2 separate regions of the Vulpes vulpes genome follow, and region 1 is linked to region 2. The links are chromatin contacts, called in public Hi-C maps. All regions are on one chromosome and are shown on one strand. Each heading gives the region's core, a stretch centred on a gene start, on an enhancer-like site or on the middle of the called end of the contact. The rest is flanking DNA. Distances are from core to core; before and after follow the strand shown.

What was found. A called contact is a pair of places that touch in the nucleus more often than the background predicts.
Region 1: a Hi-C map of skeletal muscle shows a contact between it and region 2, with 2.9 times the contacts expected there. The contact joins the promoter of LRRN4CL here to the promoter of SCGB1A1 in region 2. A contact is called at or near these places in 2 of 3 Hi-C or Micro-C datasets (both in skeletal muscle).

The regions. Positions count from the first base shown.
Region 1 is chr5:62,517,285-62,524,551 of VulVul3, forward strand. It overlaps LRRN4CL (LRRN4 C-terminal like), which reads right to left and starts at 2,741. Exons shown (of 1, transcript XM_072758274.1): 1 at 1,279-2,741. The coding sequence starts at 2,741. The coding sequence ends at 2,028. It overlaps BSCL2 (BSCL2 lipid droplet biogenesis associated, seipin), which reads right to left. Exons shown (of 13, transcript XM_072758257.1): 5 at 6,816-6,959; 6 at 5,704-5,838; 7 at 5,425-5,522; 8 at 5,158-5,299; 9 at 4,937-5,003; 10 at 4,686-4,772; 11 at 4,515-4,595; 12 at 3,280-4,357; 13 at 1,279-2,747. The coding sequence ends at 4,215.
Region 2 is chr5:62,302,730-62,309,960 of VulVul3, forward strand. SCGB1A1 (secretoglobin family 1A member 1) reads left to right here and starts at 2,498. Exons shown (of 3, transcript XM_072757329.1): 1 at 2,498-2,646; 2 at 5,608-5,795; 3 at 6,372-6,513. The coding sequence starts at 2,592. The coding sequence ends at 6,404.

The DNA of each region.
Region 1 (7,267 bases), core at 1,491-3,990, 210 kb after region 2:
GGCTCAGCGGTTGAGCATCTGCCTTTGGCTCAGGACATGGCCCTGGGGTCCTGGGATCAAGTCCTACCTCAGGCTTCCTGCACGGAGCCTGCTTCTCTCTCTGTCTCTCTCTCTCTCTCTCTCTCATGAATAAATATATAAAATCTTAAAAAAAAATACATTGGCATTGAATAAAAATCTGGGGGAATTTTCCTTTGTATTCTTCAGCAGTACTTGAAATTCATATAACTGTCAATTCTGTAATTAAAAGTTATAAACCACAGCAAAAAAAAAAAAAAAAAAGTTATAAGACCAGGGGCAGCCCAGGTGGCTCAGCGGTTTAGCGCCAACTTCAACTCAGGGCGTGATCCTGGAGTCCTAAGATTGAATCCCATGTCAGGCTCCCTGCATGGAGCCTGCTTCTCCCTCTGCCTGTGTCTCTGCCTCTCTTCTGTGTCTCTCATGAATGAATAAATAAAATCTTATTTTAAAAAAGTTATTTGGATCTGAATTTTAACTATTGCTGAATAAATAATCAATGCATAAAAAAAAAGTTATAAGACCAGCAAAAGTGAGGATTATACTCTCTAGCAACTCAGGCTTTTCTATATCCAGTTGGTTTATTTTTTATTTGTTAAAGGTTTTCTTTATTTATTTGAATAATAGGGGTAGGGGCAAAGGGAGTGAGACTCTCCAGCAGCCTTCACACCCAGCACAGAGCCCAAAGTGGGGCTCGCTCTCATGACCCTGCAATTATGACCTGAGCTGAAACCAAGTCTGACACTCAATTGAATGAGCCACCCAGGCACCCCTACATCCATTTTATTTTTTAAAAGATTTTATTAGAGGGGATCCCTGGGTGGCGCAGCGGTTTGGCGCCTGCCTTTGGCCCAGGGCGTGATCCTAGAGACCCGGGATCGAATCCCACGTCAGGCTCCCGGTGCATGGAGCCTGCTTCTCCCTCTGCCTGTATCTCTGCCTCTCTCTCTCTGTGTGTGACTATCATAAATAAATAAAAATTAAAAAAAAATTTAAAAAAATAAAAGATTTTATTAGAGAGAGAGGGGGGCGGACAGAGACACAGGCAGAGGGAGAAGCAGGTTCCATGCAGGGAGCCAGACATGGGACTCTATCCCAGGGCTCTAGGATCACGCCCTGGGCTGAAGGCGGCACTAAACCACTAAGCCACCGGGGCTGCCCCATCCAGTTAATTTAATTATAAATTCAAAAGTATACACTTCTCTGAAAAATAGGTGCGTGGACAGGAAAATGAAAAGGATCGTGAAAAATGAAAATATCTTCCTTTTATATTTCCTTTAATGTTGGTACAGTGGATATACAACAAACACAGATTTAGGGAAAGTGGGGGAAATCCTTGGATCTGGGAAATGCCTCAGAAAGCAGTTAGGCAGTCTGTGGTTCTCCAACCCATGTAATTTATCTCCACCCACTTCAGACAGGTGGATTCAGACTCAGGTGTGCCCATACTCTAGATCTAAATAAAAGGTAAAAGAGGAAGTAGTCTTGTCCCAAACTCCTATCCTGCAGCAGCTTGTTCTCAAAAATCCCACCAAAGCCACCAAGGTGACCGGGCCCTTTGGAGGGTATATGGCAGGGATTGGGATCAGCTAACTACAGCCAACAGGCCTAATATAGCCAGGGCCTGATTTGTAGGGCCGATGAGCTAAGAATGTTTTTTACGTATTTACATGATTACATGGCTATAGAAGTACCTACAAATCACCTTTGATTTTGTCCTCTGGAAACGCAAAGCCTACGTTGTTTACTATCTGGTCCTTTAAGTAAAAAGTTGCAAGCTTCTCTGCTCCTTTCCAACCCTCAGTGTGGAGCAGAACGGAGAGTTTGGGGCCTGAGCAAGCTCTCAGGCTAAGCACTGAGACTCAGTTGTGGCCCAGGCACCTGGCCTTCTACTCTGCCATCTGGGCTGTTCTGGGCAGCAGCGGCAACCACCTCCTCCCAAGGAGTCCAGGCCGAACTCTCCTCTCCAAGCCCAGACTCAGCCAGGCCTAAGAGGCCCCCAGGTTGCTTCAGAGCCCTGCTGTTGGTAGGGAGGCTGCGCGGTGGGGGCAGCCCCAGCGCTCACGCAAGCAGAAGTGCCAAACCAGAGCAGAGCAAGTCAGCAGGGCCAGAACTGTGCCCACCCCAACAGCTGTGTGGACCAGGGTCAGGGACCTGGGGGGCACGGCCAGCCTGCCGCAGGGCCCGAAAGTAGGGCCACTCACCCCATCAAGGCCTTCCCCACCTGCCTCTGGCACGCTGCTTTCTCCAGCTCCATTTGCAGCCACCACGCAAACGACATAAGTGCCCCCAGGCTTCAGCCTCTTCAGTTCTGCTCTGCGGGCTGTAGAGTTGAGGGGGGGCCCCTTCTGGGCAGCCCCACTGCCTTCCCAAAGCAGCAGCCAGTACTGGTGGACCGGGGAGGAGGGGGCACACCAGTGCACCAAAGCGCTGCCCGTCTCAGCCACCACGTGCACTTCTCCCAGGCGCGGAGGGTAAGGTGGCTGGGCAGGGCTGGAGAGCCCAGGGCACAGGCAGGCCCTGGGTGCGGCCCTCTGCAGCTCCTTGCATGGCACCTGCATGTGGCGGCAACTATCGTAGTCACAGAGGACAGCAGGCAGAGGCGGCCGTAGTGTCTCATCTTCCTCCTCCTCCTTAAAGTCTTGAAGGGTCAAGAGCTGTGATCTGGCCACTAAGGAGAAGGTGAGAGCCAGGAGCCACAGAAGGCAGGGAGAGCCCAGCATTGGAGTCTGGAAGGGAAGGAGTTGGAGAAGTCAAGACCGCCCAGACCCCATGCCTTCTGCCCCCCTCCCCCCAACAAAACCAGGGAAGCACAGCTGGGGGCAAAGAAGAGGACAGGAAAGCAAAGAAAAGGACACAGACATGCTGATTTGTCAACCAACTTCTCAACGGGCTATGGACTTGTTGGTTGGTTTTGGGTGAAACAAATGCAGGCTGACCTGAGAGATGGGTGTGCGATTGGCAATGGGTGAAGTACCAGAAACAGTTAATGAATAAACAAAGTGCTGGAGGGCAAAAAAAGAGGATTTACTCAGCCTGGGGAAGAAAGGTAGAATTATTCCCAGCTGCCACTCAAAGGACCGATCTCAGTAAAAACAATTATACTGAAAAACCCAAAGGGAGACAGAAACAAAAAAGAAGAGATGGAATAGAAGGGGAAAATCTGCGGACCTGGACCGTTCCCCATCTATCAAAGGAGCTCCAGTCCCTGCCGCCCCCCACCTGCCATCCCCTTCCCCTGGCCCCCAGTAGCCCCCTCACCAGCGGGGAGGTCTCCCAGCAGTGCAGATCTCAGGCCAGAGGTCTGTGGGTGAAAGGCTAGGGTGTCCCCAGGAGCACGGGCTACACGGGTAGGTTTTGTCTTCAATTGTTTTGGCTTGAAGCTTTTATACCCTTCCATGATGATGTCACCACCTAGCCCCCCTGCCCTGCACCCCCCCTTTCCCGGTGAATGCCAAGAAGCCGGCTGGTCCCTTCAGAGAGCCTGAGTCATGGGGCTGGGGCTGGGGGGAGCCACAGGCAGCTGCTGCATCTGGAGGCCAGGATGCCTGGGTTTGGAGAGGTGGGCGGAATGTGGAAAGCAGCCAGGAGCGGGAGAATCACAGGGCTGAAGCTATGTGTGTGTGGGGGAGGGAGGCGGGGGGGGGGGGGGGGGGGGGGGGGAGGTGAGGAGAGGGCCACCTGGCTGCAGTTGGGGGTTGGAAAGTAGCTGTGACAGCATGGGGCCTGGGCTCCAAAATGTGGTTTCGGTAAAAATCATACCACATCCAGGGCAGTCATTTCCTGTCTTCTGCCTCCCAATGGACAGAGAAAGGGTGGGGTACAGAGGCCAGAATGATGCAGCCCAGCTCTCCAGACCCGCCCTCCTCGATCCCCCTCTCCAGTCACGTGGAGGCAGTGGGCAAGAGAGGTTTTCTCTCCTTTGACTTCCTAGGCTTCTGAATGGAAACAGCTGTATAACAGGCCAGGTCTGGAGGCCTTCCCCACCGGCCGGCCCTCCAGCAAGACAACCTCTTCCACTGCTGGGTGGCGGGGAAGGTGCCAGGGCAATGCAGCGTTTTCACAAGGCCCTGAATCCATTTCAAGGAGTCAGGGAAGCAGTGGCCATGAAAATAGTTTATTGGGGGAACCACAGGACAGGGGAAGAGTTGTCAAGTGAGAAAAGGCTGGAATGTGAGGACTCTGTCCTGTTCTCTTCAGGAACTGGAGCAGGTGGGGCGCTGTCGAAGACTGCCCACAGAGGGTTCAGAGCTGCCCAGAGTTTCTGGGGCAAGGGCATGGGTAGGAGCAGGCAGGTTGGCCTCCGTCAGCAAAGCTGCATCTTCCCAGGAGCCTGAACCTGGGCCAGAGGAGGGAGAAACAAAATCCCAAATGGGACATTAAGTAACCAGGGGCTCTTCAACCCCCTCAGTCAATATAATCTCCTCCCCACCGACATGCCACCTCCACTCCACCAGACCCCCCATGCCAAGCACCCCTCACCGAGCACCCCTCACCATCACTGGCCTCTGGCTCCAGCTCCTCCTCTCCATTCAAGGGCTGCGGATCTGGTTTCTCCTCCTCAGGGAGCTGACCCTCTGCAGCCACGGGGAATGCAGAGGTCAGGCTAAGAGGCTAAAGGGGACAACTGAAGACAGCGAGGGCAGGCGGGTGAGCTGTTACTGTACCTGCCCCTGGGGGATCTTCAGGGCTCTCACCGTCCTCTGTGATGTCTGACAGCTGTGTTGACTCCTCCTGGCCTTGGGGCTCTGTGCCTCCAAAGTGGGTAGAGGACAGGGTAGGGCTAAAGCAACTGCACGCAGGCAGCAGTGCCAAGCTCACCTCCTCCGGTCTGCCTATCCTCTGACCCTTAGCCCAGCTGTGAGGGCCTAAAGCTTCATCCTGGGTAACATAGGAAGCCCCCTCCCATCATGTTTACCTGGATGATGGGCTGAGATCCTTCGCTGTACTGGCTTCTGGGAACTGTCTCTTTTTCGGATGTTTACCTGCGAAGGGGAAACTAGTGAGCAGTGAGGTTCCCCACCCCACCCCCGCTGTGATCTGGACCTTTAACACCCGAGGAGCATCCCCATCATGCCCCAGCCCACTCCTTAGTACAAGAAGGATGATGAAGGGGAGAAGAAGGAAGTCCTTTGTGACCTGCAAGGAGAAGCGGTGTCGGGGCCAGATGCCCCCCCACACCCACTGCATATAGCTGAAGAGCACAATGACACTCAGGAAGGTGAAGTTGCTGGCGATGCCTACGAAGGCGCAGGTCATCGGGAAGTTGTACAGCAGGTACCTGAGGCAGGAAGAGGCAGTTACCAGAGAGCACTAGCCTTCTCACTTCCCAGAAGTCATTTCTAGGAAAATTCAAGTTAGTTTCACTTAAGGACAGCCCCCATACGAGCTGCAGTGGTTCCTCACCTAAGCCCGGTGAAGTGGGCATGGATGCGGAGGTAGGCTCCGTACATCTGGATGCGCTTGCTGTGGATCTCAATAATCGCTCCAGTAGTTGGCACATACTGCAGAGGGCAGGGCACTGAGTGTCAGGCCATGATCCTGTTGCCGTCACTCTTCCAGCCCAATCTGAAGCCCACTTCCAGCATCTCCACTGCTGTTCCTGTTGACCGAGCCCAGAGGCTCTTCAGGGAGAATTCTGGGCTCATGCAAACAGTGGTATCTAGTCTTCCTTCACCCCCTTACCGAGTTCTCCCTATATTCAGAGTAGAGCTCCACCTCCAGGAGCTGTTTTTGCTCTGCAAATCCAAACAGTAGGAGGCTGGAGAAGACCAGTGTGTCAAGCATCTGCAGCAGGTCTGAGCGGTAATGCAACATCACCTGCCAGGGCCAGGAAGGAGAGGCTGGGGACAGGTACCCCCAAATTTCCACAGCCCCACCCACCCTTCCACCGCTCCTGAGTAGTCTGTGAAGTCTGCTTCTTCCTCATGCCCCATGCTCTCTCATTTTCACTTCCTACCACGCTCCCCCACCCTTGACCCAGTCATTCCAACTACGAGTAACATGCCTGCTCGCCCACGTCTTCATTCCCCTCTTCCTGAAACCTGCATAGGTGAAGTCCCACACAGTCTCTGATCTTTCCCCCAGGCAGTTCTACAATCCAAAATCGTCTCTAAGTTTCAGTGTACCACCTGAAACTGTTTTCTCCATATAGACACTCAGGGATTTGTATCATAATGTAGCTCTGTTGACAATTCATGTAAGAATGGAGTCTCATATTTATTGAACACCCACTATACACTAGTAAGCACTGTACCTTTTTTCATTGAATCCAGACTAAGTCTTGCTACAGGACTACTATTATCACACCCAGTTGGTAATGCTGTGTAACCAAGGGGTGAAAGAAGCTGTGTCTCGGCTTGTATGTTTCTGAGTGAGGAGGATTCCAGTGCAGATCTTTGGGGTCTAATGAAGCCCATTTTGGCTCCACTCTTCAGACTTTACCCTGAAGCTGGACAGGCAGCTATCAGGTATCTGGAGTGTCTGTCTGGCTTGGTGAACTGACTCATCTTCCCTATCCTTTTTTTTTTTTTTTTTTTTTTTAAGATTTTATTTATTTATTCGAGAGAGAGAGAGAGAAGCAGGCTCCACGCAAGGAGTCTGATGTGGGACTTGATCCCAGGTCTCCAGGATCCCGCCCTGGGCTGAAGGCAGGTGCTAAACCACTGAGCCACCCAGGCATCACCCCCCTCTTCCCTATCCTGATGAGTCTGTGACCTCAGACCTAAAGCCCTACCCAGATGTTCTGACATCTGTTGTCACCACCGTGCCCTCCCAGACAGGTCCTGAACACTTACAGAGCGTGAAGAAGTGGAGATGATGCGGCCGCCTCTGGTGTAGCATGAAATGGTGACTAAGAACATGCCCAAATCTTGATTCACAGGGGACTCTGGCAGCTCAAGCTCTAAGGTAACGCGGTACGGCTGTCCATACATCAGCACCTGCCCAAGGTAGCCCCCATCTCTTTTCAAAAAATACATTAAAAAAAAAAAAAAATTCCACCTCCTCCCACCTCCAAACGCTGCCACACACCCCAGGCCAGCACAGGGGGCGGCGGGGTCTCTCATTCCCCGGGGAGGTGCTGCCCCCTGGTGGCGGCCCTCCCACTTCTGAGATCACCGTCCCGTGACTTGGCTGAATCAGACTCCACAATTCTGAGAAAGGCTGTGTCACATCTCTTTTTCCAAAAGTGAACCGTCATGTTGCCAACTGGGCCATCTGTGACTCAGGCCTCTGTCCCCGTGAGGCC
Region 2 (7,231 bases), core at 1,248-3,747:
CGGCTGCACAGCGTGAATGGATTCAGGCACTGAACTGTACACACACTTATAGTAAAGATGGTAAACTTTGCATTATGTGCATTTTAACACATTCTCTAAAAGCATTGAAAGAAGAAACCCCTTCCAGAGCTTCCCAGGACTATGAGCATAAAGGCCTGCGTGATCTGGACTCCTACCCTCCCAGGGCCGGTACGCCTGGTCCCGGCTCCCCACTGCAGGCACAATAGCCCATTTGTGTTCCGCGAACATACCCTGGTCCTTCCTACCTGAGGGCCCCAGTGCTGGGTGTCCCCTCTGCCTAGATGCTGTGCTGTGGGTCACCATGGAGTCACCAGCTTGGCTTGGAGCAACTGCCCCCGGACTCCCCCACCTAAGTGGGTCTCATCTATTCTCTACCCCGCATCCTGCTTCCTTCTCTCCTAGCACCAAGCGCCGCTGCAATTATGTCATTGGCTTCACTGCCTGCTTGCCTGTCCCAGCCACCAGCGCAAAGTTCCACAGTGTCAGGGACCTGGGCCTGCCTCAGCCATCACTGCTTCCCTGCTGTGGGTTGGTGGTTCCATGGAAGCTACTGTTAGGGATAGTAACTGTTCAGGGAAGGGGCAGAAAGGGCGGAGGGAAAGCTGGCCTGCAATGCACCTGCAGTGAGGGCCTGGCAAAGTCTCAGCCAGCTGGGCAGGAAGCTGTGGAGTCAGAGTCACTCACGGGAGTCATTCTGCACGGTGCAGAAGTGCCCTCCTTGCTTGGTCACCAGAGGGGAGCAGCCTCAAGAAGGGTGTGACCTTGAACGGGACAGCTTTCTGGGCCTGGGAAGACCCCAAAGTGACGGGGATCTAGTGGCTCTCTGCTGACCACACTCCTCACGGTCAGGTGACAAGCTCCAGGCAGTGCTTCTGTATATCTACCTCAATCCCCACCCCTTAGGATAATGCTTGGCACATAGCAGGTGCTCAGAATGAATGAATGGACATTTGATTGAATATTGAAGTACAGACAAGATTTGGAGAAGTAGACAAGACAGGAGATATATATTCCAGGCATGAGGCATCCTTTGTGCAAAAGTAGAAAGACATGAAGAAAAACATGGGATGGGGCTCCTGGGTGGCCCAGTCCATGAAGTGTCTGCCTTCAGCTCAGGTCATGATCCCAGGGCCCTGGGATTGAGCCCCACATCAGGTTCCCTGTTCAGCGGGGAGTCTGCTTCTCCCTCTCCCTCTGCCCATCCTCCAGCTCCTGCTTGCTCACTTGCTCTCTCTCTTTCTTGCTCTTTCTGTCAAATAAATAAATAAAATCTTAAAAAAAAAAAAAAAAAGGAAAACATGGGATGTTCCTGAATCCACAAATACTAAGACAGAGTCAAATCACTATGTGGGGAAGTAGGGAAAGAGGCTCAAATGATAAGCAAAGGCCAGTGGACAAGGACCTTGTAGATCACACTTGAATTTTATACTGTTGGAAAAGAGGACGATTTCAAAGGGTTTGTTTTTTTTTTTTCAAAGGTTTTTAAGAAGGAGAATTGACATGATCAGCAGGTTTTAGAAAGATCATTCAGCTGGCCTTCCTGCAGATGGCCAAGGAGGGCAAGCTAGGGACGGGAAGCTGTTAGGAGTTGGGTCTGGCCAGCCCAGGCCTGTGTCCTAAGTCACAGGCACTGGAGAAAGAAGGGAGCAGCTGTAGGTGTGGCCTCTGGAGGGCAAAAGGGGCTGCAACCAAAGTCTGGAACCGTTCCACAGGTAAGCACAGTCAGTAAAAAAGCAAACATTTGAAGAACAAGGATGATCATGGAGGAAATCAGGAAAGAACAGGGCCGTGGGAGTGCAGGAGAGAGAACAGTTCAAGAAACAAAAGGTCAAAAAGGTCAAAGCCATGAAGAGGGCAGGTGAGATAAGGCCTAAAGTGCCCATGGATTTGGCCATCAGGAGGATAAGACATGAGAGCCGCTTCAGGCGGACACAGAGTCAGCCTGAGGCAACACATTCTCCAGTCTGATCTGAGGCTTGGGTTTCTCGGGGGCTTTCCAGAGCAAGGCTTTATCTGTCTGCGTGTTTCTGTCCAGGGTCGCCCTGAAGCCTGACCACAGAGATGGATGCTCTGGTCCACGTGACCCTCCAGCTGCAGTGGGAGGAGCCCAGGGGAGCATCAGGAGTCCCAAGCTATGTGTAAGGGGCCTCAGGCCTCAGTCTTTCCTGGGGTGATAGGTCCAGGTGGACTCTGCAATTGCCTGGACTGCTCAGGGCTCAAGTTCAATGAGTGTGGCACAGGTAGCCGGGCCTCCATACCCTCTGGCCTAGGTCCTCTTGTGGCTTCCACTTGGCACTCCGGGTTTCCTGCTGTCCAAGTGCCTCATTTGTGTGAGGTCAGTTCCAATGAGGAAAGCCACAGGGTTGAGAAAAGAGAATATTTACCTTTCCCACCACGCTGATACCCAAGTAAATAGTGTGGTCCCATCTATGGAGCCCAGGCCCCACCCCTTTCCCTCCCTCCAGGTACAGCCTGGAGCATTTAAGAAGGCACCCCAATGAGCATGTCTCACATAAGACCACCGGGTCCAGAGACAGGCCAGGGCCTCCTTCGCCAGCCTCCTGCCCACCATGAAGCTCGCTGTCATCCTTGCCCTGGTCACCCTGGCTCTCTACTGCAGTCCTGGTGAGTTCCCAGAGACCCCTCCCCCAGGCCAGGCTCAGGAACCCTTCCTGCACCCACCCTGGTTCTGCTTAGGACAGGGGGCAGCTGTTTAGCTGGAATGCTGACTTCCAGCCAAGAAGCCGGGTCTGCGAACAGGCCTATCTCGGGTACTTGGGGAGCACACTGAGCCGGGGAGGAAACCTGGAAGGGATCCCATCTTCCATAGCCAACAACTCAAGAATGACAGGGTCAAAACAGACTAGAGGCTGGAATGGAGGAGATCCCATATGGAGATTCCGATAGGAATAATAATGAGCTCCTCAGAGCCCAGTCTTGGAGAGAGCCCAAGATGCCAAGAGACCTTGGTACAGTGCTGCCTTCACATTTGGGGTCTTCACACCACTCTGGCGGCCAAAGGGGCTAGAAGGAGCTACAGAGCCTCATGTCTCCAAAAGAAATCCAAGCTAAGGCAAGATCTTCCATTCTGGGCTTAGAGGAATATTCTAGAAAGGGATCTTCCCTTTGGGAAACTGCCAAACCAGAGTAGAGTTTTCTAAACATTTTTGTCCTCTGCCAAAAAGATTAGGAGTCTCTGAATAGTTGCAGCTGTCACTACGAGGGAAGGAATGAGGAGAGAGAGGGAGGGAGAGAGAGGGAGAGAAGGAGGAAGAGAGAAAGAGAGGGAGAGAGAGAGAGAAGGAGGAAAAGGGGGGGGGTAGAGAGAGAGAGAGCAAGGGGGATCCCACCTCTCTCAACCTCCGTGATCTTTTGGGAATTGGTTTTTACTCTGTATCAGCCTCTTCTACTGCTTTTAATAAACAAACACAAACAAAAAGGTTTTGGGGGTTTTGTTTTTTGTTTTTTTAGCCAATTTCAATTAATTCCCTTTGAAAGTATCATGACATCCATGGCGGTAGGTCTGATGACCCTGGGGGTTGGTGGCAGGAGAGTTGGAAAACCAAAACCAAGATGCACTGGGGACAACTATTGTACAGAGATATTTGTCTTTAAGGGGAAATAACATCATTTTGGACTGACATGTACAGTTGACCCCTGAACAGCATAGGGCTTCAGCGTGCTGACTGCCCCCCACACATTCAAAAATCTGCCTATAACTTTTGACTTTTAACTACTCCTAGCCTGCTCTTGACCAGAAACCTTACTAATAATCGTTGATTAACACATATTTTGTATGTTATATGTATTATATACTGTGTTCTGACAATAATACCCAACTTTTTCTTAGTGTTTTTCATTTTTTCTAGGCTATCCAGTTCATTCGTGAGTCTTTCCAAATTGTCGCAAATCTCAAAAAAGATTTCCTTTTTTTTTTTTTTAATATTCTTTGGGGTATTTAGTTTTTTTTTTTTTAAGATTTATTTATTTATGATAGACATAAAGAGAGAAAGAGAGGCAGGGACACAGGAGGAGAAAGAAGCAGGCTCCATGCCGGGAGCCCAACGTGGGACTTGATCCAGGGACTCCAGGATTGCGCCCTGGGCCAAAGGCAGGCACTAAACTGCTGAGCCACCCAGGGATCCCCTCAAAAAAGATTTCCAACACATCTATTGAAAAAAATTCACATGTAAGGGGCCCCAGGCAGTTCAATCCCATGTTGTTCAAAGGCCAATTGTACATTAATTAGATCTCAGTGCTGTGCCTAGAGCAGGCGGCTCAGCAAGGTGGGGCTGAAATATGTTAGGGGGTGGATCTGGGATGCATGTGTATACTTGTCTGTGCACACAGGTAATAATAACAATAATAATATCGCCCATTTATTCAGCACCGACCATGTGCCAATCACTATTCTGAACCCCTTTTCATTCTTAACAATAACCCTGTGAAATTGGGATACTATTCCCATTTTACAGATGAGAAAGTGGAGCCACATAAAGATAAATTACTTTGCCAGGTGACATAGTAAGTTGCAAAGCAGGACTCTAAGTTCTGGAGGGCATCTGACTTGGAGTGGCCACTTTGGGGTCCCTGGAGTCCAAGGCAGGGAAGCGGAAACTTTGCACACATGGCAAAGAATTCCAGAATGGAGACTGAGACTCAAGGCATAGGAACCAGTGACTGCCCCACATGTTCCTGGGGCAGGGGCCTAAAGGGGGAGCACAATCCAAGGAGCACTCCAGGCGGAGGGAACATAGTAGGGCCAGGCATGGACACGGAGGCTTGTGGGCAGGTGAGTAAGTGCACCACAGGGACCCAGAGCTCATGGAGGAAGCCTCTTCTGGGCCAGCTCAGGGGCTTGCACTTGGCCCATGCAAGTACTTCTTTCTGTGTGGCCCGACTGCCCCATGCATCCCTGTACCAGCCACCTCCCCACCCCCATGGCAAGTGGCTCAGACCATCACTAACCATTGGTAAGAGGCATGTTACTGGCAGAACAACAACCAGAAACCCTCGGTAGCCTCTTCCCAAACCCCACATTACGTAAAAGATCAGATCAGCAACTTCTTTCATCAGTGCTCTGCCTAGAACTCTAACAGAAAGAACAAATGTGGGGGGGGGGGAGCCCAGGTGGCTCAGCGGTTTAGCACCACCTTTGGCCCAGGGTGTGATCCTGGAGACCTGATCGAGTCCCACATCAGGCTCTCTGCAGTGAGCCTGCTTCTCTCTCTGCCTGGCTCTGTCTCTCTCTCTCTCTCTCTCTTTCTCTGTGTGTCTCTCTCATGAATGAATAAATAAAACCTTTAAAAAAAGAAAAAAGGAAAGAAAGAACAAATGCACCCCGCCCCACCCCCACCCAGGAAGTGCAAGGAGGGTAAGCCACGAAAGGCTGGCTGCAACCCCAGGAAGTCTCCCCACAGTGCCAAGGAGCACCAGCAGACCTACATTCAGCGCCATCCCAGCAACTAGAAAAGCGCTACCTCCTGCTGACAGGCCCCCCTGCTTACATCTGGGGCAGGCCCAGCCAGGGCCCGGCCAGCTTGGAAAGGGGCCTGACACATGTACTCTCTCTTTTCCCTGCTTCAGCTTCTGCAGAGATCTGCCAGAACTTTCTAAATGTCATCAAAGCCCTCTTCCTGGACACGCCTTCCAGTTACCAGGCTGCACTTGAATTTTTCAACCCAGACGCAGACATGAAAGATGCAATGATCCAGCTGAAGAGTCTGGTGGACACCCTCCCCTCAACCACCACCGAGAACATCCTAAAGTTCACGGTACACAGCTCCCTTCATTCATGCTGCTTAGCAGTGGGTCCCCACTCCCTACCCTCCACCCCACCCCACCCCACCCTGGTCCCTGGGCTATACAGCCTTGCCGCATTTCTACTGACCCCTTTCTAATCCAGAGAGGAGAGTCCTGGTGCACATATTCCTCCAGGAAGCAGATTCAGTCATCTTACTTTTTTTTTTTTAAGATGTTTTTATTTATTCATTTGTTCACGAAAAACACAGAGAATGGCAGAGACACAGGCAGAGGGAGAAGCAGGCTCCCTGCAGGGAGCCTGATGGGGGACTTGAACCCAGAACCCCAGGATCAGGACCTGAGCCAAAGGCAGATGCTCAACCACTGAGCCACCCAGGTGCCCCAATACTCTTACCCTTTTTAAGAGGCTTCCAAGAAATAATCAAAACTCTTACAAGCTTAGCTCTTCCTAGAGCTACTGAACCTCTGAATTGACATTGAAGTTTCTGCATGTAGACATCTTGGCCTAACTTTGAGGTTTGCTCACCATTGTATTGGGATGTTTGTTTGTTTGTTTGTTTGTTTGTTTGTTTGTTTGTTTGTTTTAGGGGGCAGTCATAAAAAGCCCAGAGTGTGCTTAGGGTTTAGAAGCTGAAGATCTCCAACTGCTGAAGCTCCTGCTGCTCCCCAGATGCTTCTTCCACTCTGTCCCCAGCCTGGCTCCCCTCAATAAAGCATAAGCATCTCACACTTGTGCCCCCCACTCCACCTCTTTTTTGTTTGCCTGCTAGAGTGAGAAGATCCGCTACTGCTAGGGTAAGGATCACAGGTGCAAAGAGAAAGGCAGTAGCCATTAAAACATATCTCTGAGGGGCCCAGGCGACTCACTTCTGCCCCCCCACCCCAACACCAGGCTAGCCACAAGAGGCGAGATGGTGTCCAGCACACACACTCTTGCCTGGGCAGAGAGCCATCCAGGGCCCTGCTCAAACTTAACCCTACAGGAGAATAAAAAGGGGGTCCATATACAGAGGTGGCTGACCTCAGACAGACTCCTCAACCTCCAGCCATTTACTGATGAAATTAACTAAGCTGTAAATATTTGAGTTAATTGTGCTATCCAGACACACCTACAAGCAGAGATGGCGCTTTGCAGAGAGTTGTGTAGCCCAAAGATAAATGGAAACGTCCATTTCAAGCATGTGGACAGAGTATTTGGGACCTCTTTGGGGCTGGATGGGCCTGCATCAGAGCGCCTCACATCACACCCAGCACACAACCACTCATGGGAGGAATCGGGTTCTTGTAACACACTCAGGCAACAAAACCTGGAGCGGGTATAGGGTTCAGTTCCTTGATTAGGGATCCAGGGTGTTTGGAAGTGCCTTGGAGGATGGCAGACCCTGACTTCTCAGCACCAGCAGGGAGTCATGTAAAGTCCTCAGAGAAGGTGGGATTTTGTTCACTT